Linked DNA regions of Oryctolagus cuniculus: region 1 is linked to region 2. The links are chromatin contacts, called in public Hi-C maps. All regions are on one chromosome and are shown on one strand. The core of a region is the stretch at or near the end of the contact, and the rest is flanking DNA. Distances in the headings are between cores, read along the strand shown. Region 1 holds the start of CHRNA9 (cholinergic receptor nicotinic alpha 9 subunit). Region 2 holds the start of N4BP2 (NEDD4 binding protein 2).

Region 1 (2,772 bases), core at 259-2,758, 250 kb after region 2:
GTGTCCAAGGCTGGGCCAATTTTAAGCCAGGAGCCAGGAGCCTCCTCCAGGTCTCCCCCATGGGTGCAGGGGCCCAAGGACTTGGGTCATCTTCCACTGCTTTCTCAGGCTTTAGCAGAGAGCTGGATCGGGAGTAGAGCAGCTGGAACCTGAACTGGAGTCTGTCTGGGATGCTGGCGCCACAGGTGGAGGCTTAGCCTACTGCTCCACAGCACTGGCCCCCCAAAATGAATCTTAAAAGAGGAGAATGTTGGGGCTGGCACTGTGGCATAGAGGGTAAAGCCGCCGCCTGCAGTGCCAGCATCCTATATGGACGCCGGTTCAAGTCCTGGCTGCTCTACTTCCAATCCAGCTCTCTGCTATGGCCTGGGAAAGCAGTAGAAGATGGCCTAAGTCCTTGGGCCCCTGCACCCATGTGGGAGACCCAGAAGAAGCTCCTGGTTCCTGGCTTCAGATCAGTGCAGCTCCAGCCATGCGGCCATTTGGGGGAGTGAACCAACAGATGGAATACCTCTCTCTCTCTCTGCTTCTCTGTAAATCTGCCTTTCAAATAAATAAATCTTTAAAGAAAAAAATAGGGGAAGGTGTTCTCTAGTTAGACAAGAAGGGGAGGGGTATTCCTAGCTGAGGAACAGCACGTACGACAGTGTGGAAGTTTGCAGCCAACTCACCTTGTTATTAAAGCTGTGTGGAGTTGGCAGGAGAGGAGTCTGGTGAGGAGGGTGAGCATATGAGGGGACCTGGTGTTTTAGAGTGGGGGCTTCCTCCCCTGGATGATAGGGGATCCTGCCGGAATTTCAGATGAGAGGGGAGTGTAATGTGGTTGGATTTCCAAAGGCCTACGTAATGACAGTGTGGAGGGGTTCCTAGGGGAGGTAGACACTGAAGGTAAGGGGCCAGTCCTGAGGGGATTTGCACTGTACACCAGAGGAGATGAGAAGAGGAGCATTTTGGGCTGAGCAGATGTGACAGATTGGCCTGAGGACAGGTGGGATGCAGTGACACGAGAGGGCGTCCAGGACCACTCCCAGCTCTTGGCATGGGGGACCAGGGACTGGTGGCTCCCACCCCAAAATCAGGTGCATGTGGCCAGGAGCGGTCGGGGGTGGTGCGCTGAACTGTGCCCATGTCTGAAGAGCCATGAGCATCCCGGTGGAGCTGTGTCATGAGTGGCTGGCACGTGGGAGGCTGGGTTTAGGGGAGACCCTAGGTTCTGGTGGAAAGAGGTTGGATCCAGCTTCGTCTCCCCTACAGATGCTCAGTAAACACTGTTTTGAGGAGCTAATTAATGAGTGCGGGGCGCTGGGAAAACAGAGCGAGGCCGCAGTATAAATGTGGGTGCTCTTACAGTACCGGACTGATGGTTGCAGAAAGCTCCAGCAAAATCACACTAATTTTTTTTCAGCTATAAATAAACCTGCCTCTGCAGCCGGAGGCTTCACTTACACTGGGCAAAGGAAGGCAGCCATGGAAACGGGAGGAGGGCTATAGAGAGGGCAGGTCACGCGTGCAGGGCAGACGCGGTGGCAAGTTCCAGCCAGGCGGGATGGGGCAGGGGGCGGAGGCAGCGGGAAGAGAGGTGAGGCGGGCGCGAGTGTGGTTGACGAGCAGCCCGGGCGTGACCACGTGCAACCAGCTGCCACAGTGCAGCTGCTGTCTCAAGCTCTGTCCAGTATGACTTCACCTGGTGCTCGGGGCGGTCCTGCGGGCTGTCCTTCATGCCGTCGCCATTACAGATCGTGACCTGGACACACAGGGTTCACGTCTTACCCCAGGCCACTCTGCTGAAAAGTGGCAGCTCCAAGATTTGAACCCGGGGTCCTAGTTACTGTGCTGGTTTGCTCCTTCAGCTAAAAACGTGTGGAAACAGCGCTTTGCAGGGCTTGTGTTTTCTTATCCATCCAGGATAAGGCTAAGTGGCATGATTTATACTAAGGCCTAAATTATAGGTACTCAGGGGTCTTCAAAATATTCATGGAAAATGTGTATTATGAAAAAAACTACATATGGATTTTAAAGTTTTCTGCATCAGCATAAACCTATCTTTTAATTCAATTTTCCACGAACTTTTTGAAGTACCCTCATGTTTCTGTTGCGTTCTGTCATGATCGGTCCCTCAAGGACATGCTGTTTAAAGACTTGTCCCAAAGCCGCTTTCCGGGGCAAACTCTGGCAGTTCTGGGAGTTCTGTGAATTGTGTTCGCAGGGCAGAGCAGACGCCAGCGCCAGCGCCAGTGTGTGATTTCAGCATCAGAAATCAATGTTGGTTGAATTCAGCATAGGAAGGCTGAGCAGGGGCTCACAAGAGAGAGACACCATGGTCTGAGCCGCTGCCACGCCTGGACAGGCTACGTAAGACTCTCCGAGCTGCTTCCCGGAAATGCGAACGAGGCGCTTTGTAGAGGCACACAGAGCGCTGTGGTGAACTGTCTCAGAGCATTCACAGTCCTCGGAGAGTCGTGAAAGCACACGAACACATGGATAAGTGTGCAAAGCTGAGGGGAGGGGCTGGCACCATGGCGTAGTGGGTAAAGCCGCCACCTACAGCCCCAGCATCCTATATGGGTGCCAGTTCAAGTCCCAGCTGCTCCACTTCCCATCTAGCTCCCTGCTAATGCGCATGGAAAGACAGTGGAAGGTGACTCAAGTGCCTGGGCCCCTGCTACCCACGTGGGAGACCTGGAGGAAGCTCCTGGCTTCTGTCTGGCCCAGTTCTGGCCGTTGTAACCATTTGGGAAGTGAACCAGAGGGTGGAAGACCTCTCTCTCTCTC
Region 2 (2,700 bases), core at 120-2,619:
GAATGTTCTCATTAAGTATGAGTAGGTGTTCCAGTTAGCACTAAACGAAGAAAAAACTCACCTGCCCTCTCCTCGAATTTACTCTAGGTTTAAAGCAGTTACCATAACAACACTGACAGGTAATGTTTTCTTCACGCAAAGGAATACTTTGCGTGTATCTTTGATTAACACTGAAAGTAGAATAAAAATTAACTGCAAAGGGAGGGAGCAGAGGAAGGCCAAAATAGGCAAAGCCACCACCACCATATCCCAAAAAGCGAGGGCAAAAATCGGCGTACTTTTCAGACACTAAATATTTAAGAGCACACAACACTAAACCAAGGAGAGCAGTTGAGGGGGGAGAAAAATGGAGCAGGCGTGGGGGACGGGCTAGTAACACAGCGACGGCAACAGAGAAATAACACCGTGAAACTGGTGTTGTGTGTGTGTGTGTGTGTGTGTGTGTTTTTTTCCCGGCACCCGAAACTCCAGCTCCGAAGCGGGGCAAAGGCCAGCGCCCGCGGCCCTCCGAGCAAGCGTGCACACATTTCTGGGTCTCCGCCAGCGAGTTGGGACCGAGCGCCCGCAGCCTTCGTCCGGGCCGCGGCGGCTGCCGGCCCTTTTGTCTCCCGGCCGGGCTCGGGGCGGCCACGCCGAGTCCGCCGGCCGAGCGCCCGCCGCCCTGGCCTTCGGGGCCCCGCGCCAGCAGCCCCCGCTGGGCGGATCGGAGGTCGCCGTGCTCTGCCCTCCGTCCCCTCCAACTTGCCGCCGGGACGCCGCGCGCCCGCGGGCCAGTCCCGGCTCCCGTTTCCTCCCTCACCTGGAGCGGCCAGGTCGACCTTGTGTTTGTTTTGGTTTTCGGGCTAGAGAGAGTGCGTGGAGGGCCAGAAGCAGCTGCGGTTTACCGCGCCGCTTTTTTTTTTTTTTTTTTTGGCACAAACTCCGGGCCCCTTGGCTCCTGCCTGCTCCCAGGACCAGACACACAGACAAGGGGCTTTTGCTTCCCCCGGGTGACCGCCTGCGGCCGGGGGTCCGATGCCGCAGAACCGGTCAAGCCGGGACTCGCGCTCCTGAGGGAGCCCGAGAGGTGGCAGCGCCAGCGGGCTCGGGTCGCCCAGGCCGGCCCCGCGGGGCGGGCCGACGCGCCCCGGCGGAGCTCTGGGACGAACCAGAGGTCGCGGCGGGAAGCCGGCGGGTGTGGGGAAGGGCGGAGGGCGGCGATCCACCTGGGCGACGTGGCAGCCATTACCGACTCGCGGAGACCCTCCCCACTCGGCCGCCCACCCGCCCTCTCGCGGCTGGCTCCTGTGAGGCTGCTCTTCCCCGGCCGGACGGAGAGCGGCAGTGTCTCCCCGCCGGGCGCGCTCGCCGCGCGTCTCCCCCCCTTCGGCCGCCCCAGCTCGCCAGCCCTGCGCCGCGCCGGAGAGCGCAGTGGCGGCGGCGGGAAAGGGCTGCGGACCCGCGGCGCCGCGTCGCTCACTCGACGACGCGGCCCCGGCCTCGACGCCCTCTGCCGGCTCCAGGAGCAGGTAAAGGCGGCGGGTGGGCGGCCGGGCGGCGGGTCTGAGGTGAGGGCCCCCCGGGGGTTGGAGCGCGGGTGCTGGGAAGGGGTCCCGGGGCGACGAGCCGAAGCCGAGGGCCCGAGGCAGCGGCGGGCGGCGCTTGCGAGCGAGACCCAAAGCCCCGAACGTGGGGGCGGGCGCGGGCCGTCTCTCGTCCGGTCCGCGGGCCTCGCAGCCCGGACGGAAGGGAAGTGAGGCGTCGGCGAGAGGCGGGCCCTGGCGCGCAGCCGGAGGCCGGGCGAAGGTGGGGGCCGCGGCCGCTTCCCGGGCCTCTCTGCCTGGCGGACCTTCAGGCCCCGACACACCCCTCTTCTCGCCCCCCGGGGCCTCCTCCCTGTTTGTTCCCGCCGGGACTTGACCTTGCGCCTCTCTGGGCGCCCTCGGTGTTTCCCAGGCGGCGTCGCCTTCTGAGAACTTCAGGCCACGTTCCCGAGCACGGAGTGCGAGCAGAGCTGTTTATTTACTCACTTCTTCCAGCCCCAACACACAGCCACTCACTGCACGCGTTCCGGGTTCGGATCCTGCGGGAGACATCGCGCTCCCCTGGGATCGCCTCGCCCTTCCCCTCTCGGGGACTTTGGCCCTCGCTGGGACCCTCCCTGAGCCCTGCTCCGCGGGACCCTCTCGGCGCTCTCTTGGAGATCAGCCTTGCATGGAGTGAGGCATCCTAGCAGGGGCACAGCTTGCCCCTCAACGCTCTTTGAGTTAAAACAGTTTTCTCCCCGCGCAAGAGTCATCTGACAAACGTGGGTGGCTAGGGCGCGGGCAGCCTCGGCCGGCCCAGTCCTGCGGCCGGCGGCCGGCGACCGCCTTTGGAACTAGGCGCCGGTCTGGGCGGCGCGGACGGGTTTGTACACATTCTCGCCATGCAGCGGTTGTACGGGCTCCATGGCGCAGTTGTGACTGGAAGGCGGGATTGGCTGGTTTTTCTACTCGGCATCTCGGAGCCAATCAGGAGGCGCTGCTTGCCCGGAGACTGGTTAACTCAGGACCGGCGGCGATTGGCTGAGCCGGAGCAGGGGCTCCTGGCGACGAACCTGGCCTCTCCGAAAACAATGACTGCCCCGCAGCTGCCTCTCCTGGTGTTTTGTTTTGTTTTGTTTTTAAATGTTATCTTTTAATCCCCACAGCAAGCTTTCACTTCCTATCGATTATCGCT

The links. A called contact is a pair of places that touch in the nucleus more often than the background predicts.
Region 1: a Hi-C map of an unstated tissue shows a contact between it and region 2, with 4 times the contacts expected there. The contact joins the promoter of CHRNA9 here to the promoter of N4BP2 in region 2. A contact is called at or near these places in 2 of 6 Hi-C or Micro-C datasets (ear pinna and an unstated tissue).

Annotation. Positions count from the first base shown.
Region 1 is chr2:34,124,033-34,126,804 of mOryCun1.1, forward strand. CHRNA9 (cholinergic receptor nicotinic alpha 9 subunit) reads left to right here and starts at 1,509. Exons shown (of 7, transcript XM_070068132.1): 1 at 1,509-1,579; 2 at 2,207-2,485.
Region 2 is chr2:33,873,883-33,876,582 of mOryCun1.1, forward strand. N4BP2 (NEDD4 binding protein 2) reads left to right here and starts at 1,370. Exons shown (of 19, transcript XR_011386210.1): 1 at 1,370-1,508.